Regions from separate parts of the Capsicum annuum genome. Here region 1 is linked to region 2. A link is a contact called in public Hi-C data. All regions are on one chromosome and are shown on one strand. Each heading gives the region's core, a stretch centred on a gene start, on an enhancer-like site or on the middle of the called end of the contact. The rest is flanking DNA. Distances are from core to core; before and after follow the strand shown.

Region 1 (3,633 bases), core at 247-2,746, 340 kb after region 2:
CAAAAGATGGAATAACTTATCGTGATACTATTTATTAATCTTAGGATAAACTATTCTGAACTTGACAATCAACAAGGCACCAAAAATTTTATTTCGAAAGTAATATTTTTTTTCGAGATTATATATTTTAATACCTTACACCAAACGATCCCCAAATGTGTAGAAGTTATGCTCTTTTAAGGGGGCGATGGTAAAAGGCCAACATGCCAATTGAAATCGTATAATATTTTTTTTAATGCATTTCAAGAAATATGCATCCTTCATTTTGCTTTAATTCTTTAATATTAATTTTCCATGTCACATCTTTAAAATCATAAGATTAAATTTTTTTTTTTGATGCATTATATATATTTTAAAGAGCATTTTGGTATATGTTACATGTTTTCAATTTAAAATTATAAAATTAATTTATTTTTTTATTTGATAAACATCATGTCAAACCAAAATGAAACATACAAATTAACACGAAGAGAACATTTTGTCATATAAAAAATAATTATATGTAAATAATTATCAAATGAAAATGTTTTCCCCTAAAACGGTACATTTGAATTTGTCAAATTGGTTTAAGGTCTAATGAGTTATACCGATTTTAAAAATAATAATAATAATTAAATAATTCAAAAAATAATACGATGTAGCGAATATAAAGAAAAAAAAAATCAAGCCGTGGATTGGATCTTAAGAATCAAGCCTTGTGTCACTGAAATAGCGCCTCCGAAAGGACTAAAGAACTGCGAGGCTCAGAGCTTTTGCTTTCAGAGATTAGGCCTAAATAAGTGTGTATTCAAAATCCAGAGCCCTTAACATGCATGCCTAATGGATTATCTATAGAGAACAACCTAAATAATAACTACTTCCTCCATTTTATATTAGTTGATCCTCTTACTAAAAATATTTATTTTATTTTAGTTGTTCAAGTTTTAAAATCAAAAGAAGTTTATTGTATTTTTTCAATAGTACCTCTATCATTAAATGACTATATAAAGTGTATATATTCAAATTTAGATTTTTAATGCATAATTAATAGGATTACTTTAGTAAAATAAACCTTTATTAAATATTTTTTTAATAAAAATGTTATGTCAATAATGACTAACTAAAATGAAACGGAGGGAGTAGGGTGCGGACCCTTTTAATCTCTAACTTAAGCACTAAGTCTTCGGTTGCCCATTGGCCGCAAGAATCTCGATCTCTACCGTGAATTTCAGACTAGCAAACTGTATTCATATCCGGATCCTACGTATCATCATGTTATTTGTCCATCTAGACAAGACTGATTTTACCCTATATAGATAGTCCTGAACTTTTTGATTGCTCGAGTACTAAGAAGATCGGGAATTGGAAAAATTCTCTCAAATTCTTGGTAATTCCCGGAAAAGTTCTCTTAAATTCTTGGTAAAAACCAATCGAAAGGGCTGTAGAATTCTTCTTCCTTGGAGTCAAATCTTTCATTCGCCATAAAGAAGAACCAACAACCTGGAAGCCTCCTCAAATTGGTCTTAAGCATAATGTAGATGGATCCTATGACCACTCCACAAAAATAGGAGGAGCGGGGGGTGTCTTTAGAAATAATTTAGGTGATTGGGTTAGGGGTTATAGTACAAAACTAAATGTTAACTCTCTTTTGGATGCAAAACTTACAAGCTTATTTTATGGTCTTCTATTTGCTCTTAAGCTGCAGGCCCCACATTTAGAAATTGCAACAGCTTCACCAGAGGTAATAAAAGCTCTCGATCCCCATAACGATGTTAATAACACTTAAGCTTCTTCATGCAAGGATCTTCTAACCAGCCTGGGGAGCCCAACGATAATGCATAAATCAAGGAAGCTCAATACAGTTGCAGATAGGCTAGCTAAGGAAGGCCATAAGTTACATAATAATGTGTTCGTAGAATGGGTTGATCTGCCAGATTTTGCTCGTTCGTCGCCTGTTGAAGACACCAGCAGCCACCCTCCTATAGAGGATGTTGCTTCACTTTTATCTCTAGCATTGTGTTAGCTTTTTGTTAGTCTTGCTGTGCCACACTACCCGAATTATGTTAACTGTTTTGTTGGGCCAGTCGAGCCCCTAACTATCAGGTTTATGTAACTAGTTCTACTCCTTTAGGTACTGATAAGCTGCTTGCAGCTCCTACTGTAAACTCCTGTGATGCATATTAATAGTAATGAATAAAATATCCTTTTAACCAAAAACAATTCTTGGCAAAAAAATAAGTGAAGCATGGCTCTAGCACACACCATGATGCACATCATTGCATTCAAAGTTTCGGCCACGGGTCATGCTATGATAACTTGGAACCATGACTCGACCCAAGATTCGTAATCCCTATGTATATAAATGGACAATTGCTCTTTTCCCCCATCATTTTCCTTTGTACTTTGCACTCAATCTGTGAAATCCTCTTTCCCCAATTTCTTCTTCAATGCAACACCAAAACTTATCACTTTTTGTTTCCTTAGTAGTGATTCAATATGTCTTATTTATTTTCATCTTGTCATTCTTCCTCAATTCCAATGGAGCGGCTCGATAAAGCCCATTATCGACAACCACCCCTAAATGGAAATCCCTATCAACATTGCGTGGGGGAAAGGCTCCTATCAGTGGTCAAGCAAAATAAGTCCGTGATGAAGCACTTGCCATTGATATCTTCCCCAAAGTTCTCTTTCTTTTCAATGACTGCCTGAATCATGGTCATGGCACATCAATTATGGAATACAAGTCTCTAGTGTGAGAAAGAGAGACCTCCCTAAAATTAGATGTGACTGTGGATGTTGCAAGTGCGAAAAAGTTGTTACCATGCACAAGCACACGTGAATCACACATCATATTCCTAAATCTTACTTGATCTATACCTATCCTTTCTTAATAAGCTTGGGCCTCTTGATTCCTAACATATCCGAAGATTTTTGTTGGAGATATAAAGTGTGCATGGCTTAATTTGCTCATGTATGGAGGCTCATCCAGTGTATTCATTGCCTAATTGACAAGGGCAACTAGTACTTCACAATCAATCACTTATTTCACTTTTATGTTCCTCTATTATTTTGCAGCGGTGTCATTTATATGACCACTCTAGGGATGTTAGGTCTACTTTCTTGATTTAAGAATGACTTTGAATAGGGATAATATGACAAATATGTGCCTGTCTCCACAAAACTATTGCATCAATCGAGATTCGCCCTATTCTCAAAGACGTGGAACCATAGTCATAATCTGCTAATTTTCTTTCTGACATTATTCCTCCCCATACATTTTATGCCTATTACTTCTTTCCTTCTTATTGTGTAGCTCTACAAGTCCAACCCAGTGAAGTGACCAACATGACATCTCGGTTAAAAGGGATCCTCCGAGTTTCTCCCAAAAAGGATAAAACATAGAAAGCCATGGTTTTGATTTATCTAAAGGAAAAAAAATCATCGTATGCATATCTTTGTCCTTCTCTTATGTTAATAATTTCTTCTCCCCTTTACAACTTAGGAAATGTTTCATAGAAAAAAAGATATCGGTCTTACCTATCCCTTTCTCATGGAGTTGTTGCCTCCCAGATCTGGAACTTAGCTGTCGATCTTGCTTCCACCAAAGATACAAGTTATCTGATGACCCCTAATTTTCTGAAGAGGAAAAGGACC
Region 2 (3,872 bases), core at 1,335-3,834:
GTTTAGGGTTTTCTTGAGATCATTTTACCTCTTTCTATCCACATATTTGTCCTAATCTGGTCATTTATGCTGATGATAGCCGGGTCTATCGGAAACAACCTCTCTACCTCACCTCTGAGGTAGTGATACGGACTGCATACACTTACCCTCCCCCAACCCTACTTTGTGGGGATGTACCGGGTATGATGTTTATGTTGATGATAAAGTCAATACTGGGAATGATGAAGATGGTATAATTAAGCTGAAGTAAACATTTTTTTCAGAATTTCCAGACCAAGGACCTGGGCAAATTGAAGTATTTTCCAGGCATCAAGGCATCAAGTTCACACAGTTAAAATCAGGAATTGTCATCTCACAATGTAATGCCCTAGACATTCTTGAGGAGACAGGTATGGCAGGCTGTAGAACCACCTAAATTCCTATATATGGATGCGGATATCAAACTTCTACCATGTTAGGAGAGCCTCTTAGTGATCCAGAGAATATAAGCGGCTGGTTGGTAAGTGGAACTATCTCACAGTAACTTGAATTGACACTGCCTTTCTTGTAAGTGTTGTATATGAAACCTCCTTCTGATAGTCATTGAGATGTGGTTATTCATATTCTTTGATACATAAATTCAGCCCCAGGCAAAGGATTGGTTTTTGAGGATTGAGGTAATAAGCAGATTGTTGGATACACAGATGTCGATTGGGCAAGATCACCTTATGATAGGCATTCCATGCCTAGGTATTGTGTTATGATAGGAGGTAAGTTAGTGTCCGAGATGAGAAAGAAACAGAACGTGGTTGCTCGATCTAAGTGCAAAAGCATAATCTCAAGCAATGGCTATAGTAATTTGTGAACTAGTCTGGCTCAAACAATGGGTCAGAAAATTAAATTCCAGAGAAATCACTCAGATGGAACTTGTGTGATAATCAAGCGGCCCTTAATATTGTGTCAAATCCAGTGTTTCATGAGGACTAAGCACATTGAGATTGACTCTCTCACTTGATCAGAGAAAAGATACTTCCAGTATCTTACAAAATTTGTGAAGTCAAATGATCAACTTGCAGATTTTTTTCACTAAGTTTCTGACTTGTGTTGGTTACATCTGTAACAAGTGCGGTACATATAACTTATATGCACCAGCTTGTTTTTTCTTTTGGGGGGGGGGGGGGGGGGGTGCGGGGTAGAGTTTCCATATGGAAAAAGATTATTATAGTGTCTCATGTGGAAAAGGAGTATACATATTGTGTAGAATCTAAATATAAATAGGGCTTAGTGTAACAATGTGTAGATACACATCCTAGTAATATTTTCCTGTGCTTTCTCACAAGTAGGAATGTCCATACTTGCCTTAGCATCTTCGAGCAAAAGGCTCCTATCAAGCTAGGAGGAAGTTCAGGAAGTTTCTTAGTGTTCATGGTGTGGACAGGAAAGAAACCTGTGCTCCTTTGGCTAAAGCTATGGAGAGTTGGAAAAATGGGTTCAGGTGACCAAATGCTAGTCATGGCACCATTACAATGTGAATACTATCTCGGCTTTTTGTTTTTTGTGTCTCTGTGGATTCAACTTTTTGCTTTATGTTTGTCTGAAGTACATGGTAAGGGATAAATACTACTACATAGATGCCAGAAAGAGGGCAAGCTTCCAGCTAACTGGTTGCTTGTTATTAAGTTCATTTTATGAGGTATTCTGGTCATATTTGTGTATTGTTTGCTCAATTGCTTGTATGGTAATTGTTTGCTTAAAAGCTTGGCGTTGCACTTTTACTGACAATATCTTTGCCAAAATGTCAATAGACCACGTTGGGCATTTTGGAATGTGAAGTGTTCTTGCTAGCTGCTATAAAAGGGACATAAGACCATAATTTATATGGCCAAGACACAAATACCTTTTCTTTTACAAAAAATTCTGTACTTTGAATATGGTACCACAATAAAATTTAACCCCGAACAGGTAAATTTGTAAATATGGGCTTATAATATTCTCGTCTAAGTACCGCTCTTAAAGCAGTTTGGACTGTATTTGTCATGCTTGTCCATTTATTTTCTTGCATGTTTCTTCAAGTTGTATATCGTTAACTTTGTGCAGGGTCTTGGAGGATGGCCTTTGTTCGGTTATGGAGGCAGAGGCTTTTGTGCTGGTTCCAGTGGAAGTTTTGCTTGAAGTTCTGTCATAAGATCTTACTGTTGAGCGATGATTTTGGTATCACTTGAATTTGCTAATTTTCTTGCAATTTTTACTCTGTATCAGTCGGCTCAACCTTATAACCATAGTGTTGTCCATATTTTCAATCTTACCCAAGTAACCCATTTTGTGTATATTTTGCAAAAAATAGATTTCTTACTTAAACTTACAATGACGATGAGATTCCGGGGATCGAGTTACACAACCTCCAGTATCATTTTCTTTGTTTTTTAGAATAATTTCCAATCCACCCCCCCACTCTTATATGATATTTGTGCCTCAAAACTCCATTGCCATTATTTATTTTTGAAGAGTGGATTGAACAAAGGTTGAGGAAACAGGAATACCTATTTGGAATTGACAAATTCAAAATCGATGGTTGAAATTGTGGTTTGAAAATATGATTATTCATGCTTAGAAATTGAGTGGTAGTAATATTTGTGTTGACCTTCACGGATTTAAACATTGACCTTCACGGATTTAAACACTGTTGGGTATTTTTTAAGTGAGAGATCAAAACTCCATTATTGAGGTTTTGGAAGTTTGAAAACTTACAAATGAGTTGTGATTTTTTAAAATTTTTTACAAATTGATAATGGAGGTTCATTGGGAGTATTATTTTTGAAGTTTTGGTTAAATTTTGAACTTATTCGGTGACGATTTTCACCTATTTTGTGTATAAACTTTTCTTATATATTTTTATACACTTTTATACAAGGTTGATATATTGTATGTATAATAAGTGTGACACTATTTATGACCATTGTTGCAAGATTCAGCTATGCAGGTGTAAACAAAAAAAGTAGGAAAAATTACATAAATAACCAACATAAGTTTTTAAACTTCTAAAAATTCTCGCACTTCTAAAAAATTATTTAAATCCCAATATTTCATACTTTTTGGTAAAGTTGAGATACAAGTTAAAATCTACAACTAAGAAGTCGATTCTTTATCAAAATAACCCACTTCTCCTCTCTGTACGCCGCAATTTCTGATGCGATTTTTATCCAATTTCTTCATCTAATTCAAAATTTTGAAGTAAGGTAATTTCTCTCCCTAAAATCAACTTCAATTTCTTCTAAAAAAAGAATTTTGCGTCTGCTTTTACAAAGTAAAATTTTAGAGTTTTGGTTGAACAATTTCTTCGATTATTCATTTTTTAGGCTTTATTGTTTGAATTACCATTATGAATAGAGATTTGGGACCCTCTTTTTAGTCTTGGATTTTCTCAATTAGAAAGTATTAAAGAATCTCAAGAAGTTGTAAACTTCGTTCCCGAAAGTTTTGACTAAGAATTTGTTGGCTTTGATGAAAATAGATCAAAGAATAGAAACTATCCTCAAACTATGAAGAAGTTGTGGCAAAAGCATGCTAAGAAAGAAGAAGAAAAAAGAAAGTGGTTCTAAGAAAAAGGGATCTAACAGTCCTGCAAGTACAGCTCCCGCCAAGAGAAGAAGACTTGCCGAAGCAATTTTCAGAGATGATCTTTCTAAGGTAATTGCATGTTTAGATCTGTTGAATGTTATGCCGAGATACATATTTTGGCTTGTACGCTACGTTTAGAAATTCATTGTTTATCTTATTTTTCATTAAAAAAGAGTGCAAAGCAACTTGTTTCTGTCAATTTTGATCATGTGCTGCAGTACAGATGTTGGGTTTTTTATTCTGCTCTTATATTGTATTACATCTGCTCTTATATT

Evidence for each region. Hi-C and Micro-C count contacts between places; a contact is called where the count stands out from the background.
Region 1: a contact with region 2 is called in a Hi-C map of leaf, with 2.1 times the contacts expected there. The contact joins two enhancer-like sites. A contact is called at or near these places in 2 of 5 Hi-C or Micro-C datasets (leaf and placenta).

Annotation. Positions count from the first base shown.
Region 1 is chr10:82,590,610-82,594,242 of UCD10Xv1.1, forward strand. No RefSeq gene overlaps it. Among protein-coding and RNA genes, the nearest start is that of LOC107845573, 34 kb to the left of the region's middle. Within about 2 kb of position 1,497, at least 3 of the 5 cell types and tissues checked have an H3K27ac peak or open chromatin away from gene starts, as enhancers often do. A contact at or near this core is called in leaf, where this site is marked.
Region 2 is chr10:82,254,192-82,258,063 of UCD10Xv1.1, forward strand. It overlaps LOC107845274 (mechanosensitive ion channel protein 1, mitochondrial), which reads left to right. Exons shown (of 10, transcript XR_007045759.1): 8 at 2,077-2,190; 9 at 3,491-3,666. Among protein-coding and RNA genes, the nearest start is that of LOC107844218, 18 kb to the right of the region's middle. Within about 2 kb of position 2,585, at least 2 of the 5 cell types and tissues checked have an H3K27ac peak or open chromatin away from gene starts, as enhancers often do. A contact at or near this core is called in leaf, where this site is marked.